Linked DNA regions of Sus scrofa: all the other regions are linked to region 1. Evidence: chromatin contacts called from public Hi-C data. All regions are on one chromosome and are shown on one strand. Each heading gives the region's core, a stretch centred on a gene start, on an enhancer-like site or on the middle of the called end of the contact. The rest is flanking DNA. Distances are from core to core; before and after follow the strand shown.

The links. A called contact is a pair of places that touch in the nucleus more often than the background predicts.
Region 2: a contact with region 1 is called in a Hi-C map of embryonic fibroblasts, with 1.8 times the contacts expected there. The contact joins two enhancer-like sites. A contact is called at or near these places in 2 of 47 Hi-C or Micro-C datasets (embryonic fibroblasts and epiblast stem cells) and 1 of 2 datasets of contacts at active chromatin or transcription factors (skeletal muscle).
Region 3: a Hi-C map of liver shows a contact between it and region 1, with 6 times the contacts expected there. The contact joins two enhancer-like sites. A contact is called at or near these places in 2 of 47 Hi-C or Micro-C datasets (embryonic fibroblasts and liver) and 1 of 2 datasets of contacts at active chromatin or transcription factors (alveolar macrophages).

Annotation. Positions count from the first base shown.
Region 1 is chr15:110,602,054-110,606,172 of Sscrofa11.1, forward strand. No RefSeq gene overlaps it. Among named protein-coding and RNA genes, the nearest start is that of CREB1, 100 kb to the right of the region's middle. Within about 2 kb of position 1,793, at least 37 of the 83 cell types and tissues checked have an H3K27ac peak or open chromatin away from gene starts, as enhancers often do. A contact at or near this core is called in embryonic fibroblasts and liver, where this site is marked.
Region 2 is chr15:110,217,025-110,221,143 of Sscrofa11.1, forward strand. No RefSeq gene overlaps it. Among named protein-coding and RNA genes, the nearest start is that of CPO, 54 kb to the left of the region's middle. Within about 2 kb of position 1,692, at least 11 of the 83 cell types and tissues checked have an H3K27ac peak or open chromatin away from gene starts, as enhancers often do. A contact at or near this core is called in embryonic fibroblasts, where this site is marked.
Region 3 is chr15:110,292,499-110,296,617 of Sscrofa11.1, forward strand. KLF7 (Kruppel like factor 7) reads right to left here. Exons shown (of 4, transcript NM_001097487.1): 3 at 3,405-3,528. Among named protein-coding and RNA genes, the nearest start is that of KLF7, 85 kb to the right of the region's middle. Within about 2 kb of position 2,398, at least 3 of the 83 cell types and tissues checked have an H3K27ac peak or open chromatin away from gene starts, as enhancers often do. A contact at or near this core is called in liver, where this site is marked.

The sequences.
Region 1 (4,119 bases), core at 543-3,042:
TAATTCAGTCAGGGAGGGCTTCCTAGAGGAGGTTTTTGTTTGTTTATTTGTTTGTCTTGTTTTTTTGGCTGCCCCTACCCACATGCCTAAGTTCCTCGGCCAGGAATCAAACCCAGCCACAGCAGTGACACTCCTGGATTCTTAACTGCCAGGACATCAGGAAACTCCAAGGAGTTAATGGTTTTTAAGGCGGCTCCTAGAAAAAAAGTCAAGACCTTGGCAGACAAATCCAAACAGTCAGGGGATAATCAGGAAAAGAATAAAAGGCTGTTCAAGGGTTCAAAGGTCCAAAAAGGAACCGTGTGATGTGGGAGCTGCAAGAATAGAGCACAAGGCTCTTTAGAGAAGGGTCAGAAGACTGCTAAAGGCCTGGTAGGCCAGGGTAAGACCATTAGGGGAGGGAAGAAGCACAGATAGATGATCTTCGACCTGCTCTGTAGAAAAAGAGCATCCATGCAGTGAGGACACCATTTTTGCCTTTAGTCTATCAGAGTTAATGGGATAGTAACCATGCTGTCCCGGTCATAGCATCTTCCTCTCTAGGACTCTAGTGCTTGCCCTTGCCCCTGTTTGGCATATATGTCAACATCGTATTTATTTGAATATGTTACCCCTTCTGGTCTGTCAGCATGCTCTATTCTTTTCTTGGATCCTCAGTGTTTAGCATAGTGTTAGGCATAAAGTAAGGGGCTAGTCAATATTTGTTGAATGAATGAATAAAAGGTGGCATTGGAAAACACTTAGAGATTGGAGCCATCCTTCTCTCCTACTTCCCTCACCTTGCTAACTCAGACTCAGGTTTCAGTCTTTGGCTTCAGCATCACTTCCTTAAGATGTCTTCCTAAGATGTGTTCCTTGACCACTCCAATGGGTCAATGATGCCCACATCCATGCGGAGAAATGTTGGGAGTAGGATATGATTGACAGGAAAAAAAAAAAAAAAAAAATGTTGAAAAGGAGAATAGGAGAATATGATTTGCACAAGATAATGTACAGGCTGCTGAACACACACACACGCACACACACTCTCTCTCTCTCAGTGTTTTAAAGTCTTAATACTTGCTAAGACCCTGGTCAGTGCTATCTGGAAGAGTCAATTAATTATCTGGCTTACAGTTTAACAGGAAATAGTTTATCCAATTAACTCTAGCTTCATAGTCCTCAGTTAAAATCAGGACACCAGGAAAGTCCATTTGACTGGGAGTGTGGATAAAGGGTACTGGGGAGGCGGGGAGCAACAGGGCAGCAGGAGAGACACTGGGGGAGGAGTGTAGTGGAGGGACAGAGGAGGAAGCAAAGAGGGCCCCAAGAATGGGGACCCAGCAGAGGAAGGACGTAAGAGCCGCTGAGAACTATCCAATGGCACAGAGCTTCCAGATCTACATGTAGAAAATTCCAGAGATGGCCAGTGGCCTGACAAAATAAAACCGCAGAGGAATTTCCTGTCTGGATCTGGTCTTTTCGGCTTCATCAGGAAGTAGCATCTTATTTTCATATCATCACGTTTCTGCCATCTGCATTGCCCTGCCACTCCTTTAAAGCAGTCCTACCCCCCACGGAAGTCTCTGGCCTTCCCACACGGCGGTCTGCAAATACCGAGAGCCCCACTCAATCAGGGCAGCACTGCCATCCATATTTAGGGATTTTAATCTTTCCACATAAATCACTTCCTCCAGCTCCTTAATCATGTGTGACAACTTGCAGTGACTGCATCTCATTCTCTGATTTCCCTGAAAGGTCTTGCAAGCTAAGCAGGGTTAAGCTGAGTCAGTAACTTAGATGGGAGATGCAAGAACCACACAGGAAATGCACAAAATGAGTCAACAGGCAGCACATGTCTCTGTGAACGTCAGCCTCTCACTGTCTGGAAGAGTGGCTCCCAGGGTCCAGAAGCCCTCTGTTTTCTGAATTAGGGGGCCAGCCAGCATCACAACACATTCTCCTCACCTGTAGAAACTGGAAGCTGGACTGGGACCCCAGAAAGCCCTTTCACCTTTGCTGTACTCTATGCTTATGCCCCCAACTTCCTTCAAGAGGCAGACGGTCCTAACCAGAGTAATAGCAGAACCAATGGAATTGGTATGGCAGGAGGACTTTGAACCAAACTAGAAAGAATTCTGGACTTTATCAAGAGTCCCAGGCCACAGCTGTGGGAATGCAGCTGGGTTCCAGGCTTTTATTATCCTGACTTGAATACAACTATAGCCCCATGCTTCCTTACCTATTAAACAAAGCCGCTTGGTGATAACACACGCTTCCTTTGCTTCTGAATGTAACGTTAGATCATGTAATTCTGTGTATTAGCTTGATCTATAGTGAAAAGTGGGGAGAGCCATTAGAAGGCCATTGATCTACTGACACAGGACAAGAGAGAGGTCTCAGAGTATCAATTCTTATAGTAATAAGTAACTTTTACCTGAGTGCTTAATCATAAGAGGCACTCTTCTAAGCATTTTATTTATAATAACTTATCTTAAACTTCTCAACAACCCTACTGAGAGATGAGAAATTGAGACGCAGAGAGGTTAAGAAACTTGCCCAAGGTTACACAGAGAGCAAGAGGCAATGCTAGGATCTGAACACAACTAGTATGATCCCAGACTCCATGGTCATGATTCTGCTGTTCTACCTAGACCCTCCAGAACCATTGACGTTTCTGCCTCTTAAAGAAACTTTACATATATATATATGCCGTGGAAGATGATATGCTCTAAAGTAGAAGCAAGAGAACTTCCTGGAAATGTGGGAAGGAAGAGAGGGCAGTGAGCATGATTCAATGGGAGGTGGAGACAAATACTTACTAGTAGATCTCTCAGCCCACTTCAAGGTGGGGAGAACACAGCTGGTTAAAAACTAAAGAACAGGAGTTCCCATTGTGGCTCAGAGGGTTAAGAATCTGACATAGTGCCCATGAGAATGCAGGTTCAATCCCTGGCCTTGATCAGTGGGTTAAGGATCTGACATTGCTGCACGCTGTGGGTAGGGTGCAGATGCAGCTTGGATCGGCATTGCTGTGGCTGTGGTGAAGACCAGCAGCTGCAGCTCTGATTCAATCCCTAGCCTGGAAACCTCCATATGCTGCAAGTGCAGTCATAAAAAAGGAAAGGAAAAACAAAAAAACAAAGAACACTGGGCAGGAGGTAATGTCATTGGCTAGAGGGTGGCTGAAGTGATAATCAAGAATCAGGAATGGTTGAGGGAGAAGTGAAGAAAGTTGGCCTGAAGCACAGTAAAGAGGTCAAGGTCATGAGTTTCCCCCAACACGAATCATCTCACTTTTCTGTACAACCATTTTTAGGCTTCTCGGTCATCTCCAATTTTAAGATGAAGAAGTTTAGTCACAAGAGAATGAAGTAAATTGCTCAAGATCACACAGAGGTAAGTGGCAGGGCCTAAGAAACTGGCACGTGGTCAGACAGCCTGACCCAGAGGCTGAGCTCCCAATCACCAGGTCACCGCCCATGTGCCACCCTGGGAGGAGTAGTGGAGAAAAGAGAAATTCCAGATGCAAGAAACACCAGGAGAAACCGGGGAAGCAGGGCTTGAGGCAGCACAAGGGGAGGGGTCGGTGGGCACACAAATGGGGTGAATCTTAAAAAGGAAGATTGGAGTTTTTCTTCCTCTGAGATAAGGGAAAGAATAGAAATGGTGGGAGCACGCAAGAGTGTACTAGCAAGGCAGAAGAGAAGAGCTCATGTCCCAGAGGTCTCCTTTTCTCGGCAAATTAGAGCAAAAGTATCTGCCAAGGTCTCTAATCCTAGAGCAATTGGGTTGGAGCTGCATGTTAAGACCCTGGCCTGTCTGAAGCTTGGCAGCTGTGCTGGGCTCCCCAGTGAAGGCATGCAAGTGACAGTCAGCAGCTCTGGGGCTCTTTCTGAGCTTATGCTGACTTTATAGTGAAACCATTTGCCCTGAGTTTGTGATTTTTCTCCAGCAATGGCTGGAAGTACAGGAGCAGGGGTAAAGACAATGACTGAGATCCTCTCGTCAGTACTGGACACTGCCTGCAAACCCACAGATGCGCCAGAGTGTGAAAACGATGCAGTTTCTCAACCTAAGTGTCCATCGACACATGAATGCATTAAGAAGACGTGGTACATATACACAATGGAATACGAC
Region 2 (4,119 bases), core at 442-2,941, 390 kb before region 1:
AGCTAGTTGCAACTTATATTAGTTTTGGCAGTTGACTAAATAGTTTTATTTATGGTCCTTTCTGTGGTTACAAGCCCATGAAAGATGAGCTTATCCTTAACTAGAGTTTTCGATGAGTCATTGACACATAGAACTCAACCATTTGGAACTGTGTTTCCCATTTCCAAAACCTGAGAGCAGGACCGACACAGTGTGTGTCAAAGTCTATAGCCTCAAGAGAAGGCCCTTCTATGGTCTTTACTATTTTCAACTCTTCTCTCTTTAAAACCCATACACACACTAAATCAGCATATCAAAGTTAGGAGAAGCAAAGTTCTGGGAAGGAATTAAACAGGGAGGCTTGGAAAAGATTAAAAACCATTTTCAGCCTTATCGCATGCTGAGAGGAATATCTGAAAAGTCATAAAAGGAGGGGAATAAGTATCTGTGCCGTGGAAAAGTCTGATCAGAGGTCATACTGCAGTCATGGTTTGGTATTTCTGTTGATTCTTTTTTTTTTCTTTTTTTGTCTTTTTAGGGCCACATGCACGGCACATGGAAGTTCCCAGTCTAGGGGTCGAATCGGAGCTATACCTGCTGGCCTATACCACGGCCACAGCAGTGTGGGATCTGAGCTCTGTCTACAACCTACAGCACAGCTCACGGCAATGCTGGATCCTTAACCCACTGAGCAAAGCCAGGGATCGGACTCAAGTCCTCATGGATACTAGTTGGGTTCGTTAACCACTGAGCCATGACGGGAACTCCTTTCTGTTGATTCTTGATTTAACTTTAACCCGTTATAGATCTTTCGTTCTGGTTATTCTTGAATATTTTGAGTGTTGACAGAGCATACTGGACAGAACATGCTCTCACATCTTGAACATTTATCACACGACAACCACTTTACGTAATATAAGGATAACCACGTAATCCTTATATTAGTCTCATAAGGCAGCTATTATTTTTGTTACTTTGCAGATGAGCTAATGAAAGCTTAGAGCAGTCGAGTGGCTGAGCATAGTCATGCAACTAGGGCGCCTACATCTGTCCATGGCTGGACCATATCCCAGCTCTGTCTACTACACAAAGGCTGATGACTCCCTTAAAGTTTATCATGTTCTAGTTGATGGTTTCACATCTAACAGAAAGAACTACTGGAAATGCACAGGTTCTAGGACCTGCCTCTGAACCTGGCAGATATGCGAATTTTGGAAAATCTCTTGACTTCTGCTAACCCATTTTCTTCATTTACGACAATGGGACACTGCACTACATGTAAAGGAGATCAAGCCCCATGTCAAAGTACTGAAACAGTGAGGGGCTACTTGGCAGTGGGTCTTCCTTGGGACCCTCACCATTGCAATTTCTCTGCTTCTTGGCACTCATCGTCAGAGAAGGAACCAGTAAAAGAAAACAATATCCTCTGTTTCCTTTCACTTCGCAGCTATCAGGAGACAGCTTGGAAATGTCTATGAAAGTCTGGGTGGCGATAGAAGGGGAAAAGTTAGCTCTATTTTTAATAACTTGGTATTTTGGCTCTTGATTGAATCATCACTGTTCTTCCCCTGCCAGCTCCTTCTTTGCATATACAGGGCTCTCCCTCTGCTCCTGCAGCCAGAAGATGGAGCCGAGTCCCCTTCGGAGCCGACCCTTCAGTCCTGCGGAGCAGAGGCACTGTTTGTTGATACTGTGCAGAGAGCACCACACTGGGGAGCCACAAGGCCTGGGTGCTGGCTTCTACTGTGCCAGGGAGCTGGCTTCTACTGTTCCTTAGTAGCCAGGGAGTCAGTCCTCATCTCTGAACCTCAGTTTCCCGGTCTGTAAAATAAGAGGTCTGGAGAGAAATATCTCCCTGGGGCCTTCCCAATATCACGTTTCATGACTCTGCATGAGAAGAATGCAGGATTTGCCCTCAGGATTTACCTGGTTTCCTCAGCCAAGGCTTTCTAGACCTTTTGGCCCTGAGAACGCTAAAAGATGTTTTCTTTATCCCTCTGTCCCCGCTGCTTTCTGAGCCATGAGGTCAATGCAAGGGGATGAGCTGTAAAGTCAGTGTGGAGCGTGATGGGTGGAATTCACTTCCTACGTGATTTGCACATTTCATTGTGACCTTTTGTGGTTCGCTCTGGAGTTTTGCTGACTTCTACACAAAAGAGGCATGCACTTTAAGGGGTTCCTTTTGCACAGTGAGTACTTGAATATAACGCTAGGTATGAAAGACCCCTCTGGATTGTGCAAACCAGGGGCTTGCTAGAGTGGTGGGTGGGGAATCTGCACTGCAGGAGGGGCTTGGGTGCACTTGCTGGTAACCACTACACACGGGGGGTCAAAGGGCACAACCTGGTGGGCACCTGGTTCAGAGGTTTCACTTTCAATTCAGAGATTTCAAATTCCAGCATCCCCACTTACTTGCCATTTGATCTCAGGCAAGGTATTTAAAACCTCTCTGTGCCTCACTTTCTCATCTGCAGGAAGAAGAGAACATTCCTTCCTACCTCACGAGATTGTTGTTGAAGATAAAATTTCATCTTTCATAGAAAATGCTTAGCAGAGTTCCTAGTACACAGTAAGTATCCAAAACAAGTTGGTTAATATGATTATCCCTCAAAACACATACACACAATAAATTCAAGAAAAACGATGTTTTGATTATAAAACACAAAGACCATTTCCCTATTGCATAAGCAAAACAATTATGGTTTTTCATTTCTTTGAGTTTCAAGCAAAACTATGGGTATAAAATTCAGAGCAGGGCCAAATTGAATTTCCAGGAAAGTAATATCTGAGAAGCTTTTAAGCAAGAGAGAGGTTTGCTGGCTGAAAGGCATAAACACATCTTAATCTTGGAATCAGAATGGGTGCAGACAGTATGGCTGGCCCCTGACCGCTTATTGATGAACTTCCACCTGCATGAAGACCAGGGTACACTGGCCAAATTGAACGTCACTCCATGCTTCTGCTCCCTGTCCCTTTATTTCTTTTCTCTAATGGGAGATTTACATCCCCAGAAGGAGCTTGGGAAAACTGGGTGATTCATGGAATAAAGATTTCATGGAGAATGTGGCAGTGATGGGGGTGGATCACACTGGATATCGTGGGCACGCTACTTATGTGTAAGATTATCTGCCCACATGCCAGGATCACATATATAAATAGCTACAGGGATCAGGCAGACAACATAACTGAGTGAAATGGTACTGGCTGGAGACAAAAACACATATCCTCTCCAGAGAAGGCAAGCACGACTCTGTGCCAAGCTATTGTTGCTCTGCTCATTTAGTGCTTCCAGATCTATTTTATTTTATTTTACTTTATTGGCCACACCATGAGGAAGTTCCCTGACCTGGGGTCCAACCCATGCCACAGCAGTGACAACGCTGGATTCTTAACCCGCTGAGCCACCCCAGATCTTCATTTTTATTTTTATTTTTATTTTTTGGTCTTTTGAGGGCCACACTGCAGCATTTGGAGTTTAGGCTAGGGGTCAAATCGGAGCTGTAGCTGCTGGCCTATACCACAGCCACAGCAACGCGGGATCTGAGCCGCGTCTGCAACCTACACCACAGCTCACGGCAACGCCGGATCCTTAACCCACTGAGAGAGGCCAGGGATTGAACCCACAACCTCATGGCTCCTAGTCGGATTTGTTTCCGCTGCACCACAACAGGAACTCCATAGATCTTCATTTTTAAAAAGAAGTAGAAACAGTGGATTTTTATGTTAGTCTTCTAAAATTTTTCATTACTGGCAATTAATGAAAATATTTAAAAGGCCATCAGAAACAAGGGCTTAGCCACACTGGAATACCCAGTGGTAATCAGAGCTCAGAATCTGCAGATGGTGGGTGTATATGTGTGTGTATGAGGGAAGGGGCCAGTGAGAAAGACTTCAGTTGCTACTGCATTGTTTCCATCAGACACATTTGTAGTTAGTCATAAAATCTTTTCTTTCTTTCTTTTTTTTTTTTTTTTTTTGGTCTTTTTGTCTTTTCTAGGGCCGCTTCCTTGGCATATGGAGGTTCCCAGGCTAGGGGTCTAATTGGAGCTGTAGCCGCCAACTTATGCCAGAGCCACAGCAACACCAGATCCAAGCCACGTCTGTGACCTACACCACAGCTCAAGGCAACACCAGATCCTT
Region 3 (4,119 bases), core at 1,148-3,647, 310 kb before region 1:
AATCAAATAATTCTAAGGGTAATCTACCCCAAGAGGGTATTTATGACTACAAAGCAGTCAGATGACCTTAAATGAGAAGGTCCTTAGTGATTGAAATTTGTTCATTACAGAGAACTAGTCAAACCCCTATTGTCCTTTCTCTTGCTTATGAAAAAGGCCCACTAAAGTCACATGGGCATTAAACCAATAACAACCCTCCAGGGCCCCAAAGGGCTAGATTCAGGTTGCTATTTCTCAACACCTAGAAGTGGGCTGACGTGGAGATCAAAGGTCAAAATGCCTCCTCTCAACTCCCCAAGATCTTGGAGGTACTACCCTAGGAGCTGTCTCCCTGGATTATATCTGCGTATTTCTCTTGTGGAAACAGCCCTGATAACTGCCGTCAGGAGCCATGCTCTTTGGGCTGGCCCCTAACAGTTGACCACTTAGTGCGCTGCCCTGCTCAGTGCTCATTAAGAAATGGCAGAGCCACCTCACTGCTTTCTTCTCTAGCCCGAACCTAAAGCCAGAGGTCCTAAAACCCAACGTCTTCAGGGGCCAGACAGATCAAGTAAAAGGATGCGATGGGTCAAGTGTAGGAAACACAGCACTTTGAAACCATCTGATTCCACTGCTGACAAGGCACAGAGATGGAGGAATAGCCCTCTCCAGTAGGAGGAGACAACAGTCCGTGGGATGACCCTTGGCAATTGACGCTGCACACCGAGGAGACTGGGGCGGGGGTGGGGGCGCAGCGACACATGAGTGATCACATGGCCACCATGATAGGACGTGATGACTCTCCAGCTCCAGAAAATTATGGCCACATGGGACTGTGAGCCCACTCTTACCAAATCTTCTGATTTTTCCACAAAAAGCCAGGAATAGAGATTTTTGTGACATTTAGCAATTTTAAATGTTAGCAAAACAAACAAAAACTCATGTATTTTTTTGAATCTACCCTATAGGCGAAATGCAAGCATAAGTTAGACTTGGTCCATGCTTTAAGGACCAGAAACCCCAATCCTAGTTTAGCTTCTAAATAGGGTGGTCAGATTGCTCCAATTATACAAGGCAAGAGATAGGTTTCTGCGCTCACATGCACTGTGGTACTATCAGGATTCTGTGTCCTGCAGAGGACTACAGATGCCCTGTTTCTGAAGGTCAAACTCCTCTATGGAACATCAAGTCCCCAGCCACTCCAGGCTTTCCTTTCATTGGCTCTGGGACCACTCCAACTCCCTACGCTGTCTCCCAGACCTGCTTTAATTCTCAGTGCAGTTCCTGCAATTGAAGTATAAGGTGCTACCTGTCAGGAGACACCAGTCAACTCCACTCCCTGGTTTCTGACATTGGTGAAAACACACTGACCCTCAGCCCACACCACAGGACTTTGAGCTACTCACCAGCTTCCCCAAGTACCATGTTACAGAACTTGTGCCATCACCTCAGCAGATTTCTAGCTACAGAAACCCAGGTATATTGTGATGAAGAAAAGAGCACAGAGAACTAGGTAAATTTTCCATCCCTGACATGTCCTTCACTGAAATATCCAATGGGTTTGAAGCATTTCTTCATATAAATCACACCAATGGTCAGACTGAATCCTCATATGTCAAGTGCTAGACAGCTGCATATGGCTTAATAACTCAGGAGACAAGAAGAGAAGAATACTAACTGGTAATTTCCCCCTAAGAATTCTCTGTCTGTTTCCAAGGATAATGGCTGTCCATAATGCTCCATCTCCAGGGAAGAACCTCACCACCCTTCAGGACAGGGTGCCTCATCTGTACCTACTACCACCATTATTTGGGTAACTGATAAAGGATTCCTCTGCATCCCCCTTAATATAATAATGTTCTTTCTCCAAGCTGTGGACCAAGAGTGACCATCTATGTCCCTTCTCTATTAGTAGCCAGGGTCAGAGAGGAATGCCCTTGAGATGGGAGTTGAGAGAAGATCATCACTGAAATATAATCTATAAAAGAACAACTGCGGATTCACATAAATTCAGGGAGCCCTCAAGGTAATGGGAGAGACATTAAAAAACAGGTTGTTGGGGGGGGCAGGAAGGTTAGCAGAAGGGAGCTCCAAGGGGATGAGAGACAATAGCTTCATGGAGTGTACTTCCTTAGCCCTGGGGTGGGAGGTTATCTTCAGGCTCCAGGAGGCCTGGGGGCTTTATTTAGTTCTTAAAGAATGAAGATAAGAGGAAAATAGCCTCTTCAGGAAGAAGGAAAAAAAAAAAAAAGGAGGAAAAACATGATCGCTCCTTTATAAGCATCTTAAAGGAGCACCAAGCCAACTGGCCACCCATGAGATCTGGCCACTCCTGCCCGACTCTCCAAACAAACAGGCACTACTCCAGAGGAAGGTCTGGCAAGGGAGGTGCCGGCACAAGGATGGGGGAGGCAGGATGCGAAAGCGATCGCATTTCCTCCGACGCAGAGCCAGGCCTCTGCGGACATCCTGCACAGCCCTCCTGCCATCCTGCGAGCGGCTGGCCGAGCCGGGGAACCCTGAGGCTTTCAGGGCTTTTATCGTATTAGAAGCATTTCTCTCATCATAACCGAGACCTTTAGTATTGCATTAAAAAGATGGTTAATTTTCTTAAGCTTCCTTTTAAACACAGAAATAGGATTAGAAGGATAACACGCTCAGATGCAAGCCCATTATTTGATTATGACTAAACCTAATCCTGCCTTCACCTTGGCCTGCAGAGTCTCCATTTTGGGGTTTATTGGTTGATAATGCCAGGGCTGTCAGATACTATTACTTGTGTAGTATCTGTTGCTACGTGCTCTTTCTTCCACTATCAAATGCTGAAGGTTTGAAATTGAATTATAGGATCAGTTCTCAAAGCCTGGCCATCTTTTAGACCTGTGCACCTATTCTCAAAGAAAGGATGGTTCAGGCCCCCAAAGAATGAGAACTCTCTTCAGTAACTGCATTCCTAGCAGCGCTCAAAGGAAAGCCTTGTAACTAACCTTCCCTCTGTTAAGCAGGCTTTCTATGCTCTCATGTTGTTAAGGATGAGAGGAAAAATGGTATTGATGTTAATAAAAAGATCAGAAGCAACAGGTGACCATTCTCTATCCTGCTACTTTTCCTATTATACTAGAATCATGTGTCAGTCATCTCCTTGGAGGTAGGAGCTCTGTCTTACTGATACCCAGTGACTAACATGGTTCTGGTGTTCATGAAATACTTGCGTAACTGAACCAAGCATTCATACCATCTCTGGATTACATGCAAGAAGGCACCCTTATCTCATAGGTGTTTTCAGTGGAGAAGTAAAAGGCATGCCCACACCTGAGTCTCTGGGAGACACACTTGAGATAAACCCAAGAGCACACGACCCGCCCACCCTCCCGCCCACTCTACCATCTCCCTTCCCCATCCCAGGAGCTTCTTAGTTTCTTTACCTGTCGCAGTGGTTGCATTTAAAGGGCTTTGCACCTGTGTGTTTCCTGTAGTGCCTTGTGAGCTCATCGCTTCGTGCAAAACGCCACTCACACCCTTCCCATGAGCACTTATAAGGCTTCTCACCTGCAAGAAGAGATGGAATGACCATGGTCAGCAACAGGAACAAAAGGGCGATACACCTGATCAGGGTCTGCTGCCTATTCTTCAGACTTGGAAAGAACTACATTTCCCAACAGAGCATATCATAGTTTTCTTTTAGTCTCTGGATGTTTTTATTGTTATTATTGCTATTATTATTAACCTTCAAAAGTGGTTTCACAAGATCTTCAAATCTAGAGCCATCATTTCAGTTCCCAGAGCCAGAGCATCTCCTCGGATGGGTGAGGGATCAATTTTTATTTATTTTCTATTCCTTGGAGCACTCTGACCCCCCACACTCCAAGCAGAAAGGAAATGTGCTATTTTCATCTGAACCACAAATGCTTCTAATGCTATTTTTCTCCAGAACCTACAGTAATTTACCATTTTAGCCTTTTTGGTCTTCTCCCTCCTCCTCTTCCCTCCTACCACAAACTGTAGCCAGGCAGCTGCCTGACAAGGCAAGGAGCTCGGGTCTCCCAGAACCCCTGTTCCTTCCAGTAAATGTGAGTGGCTGGACAGTCACAAGAAAAGGCTATGATTCGAGAGTTAAGACAAAAATCACTTAACGATTCC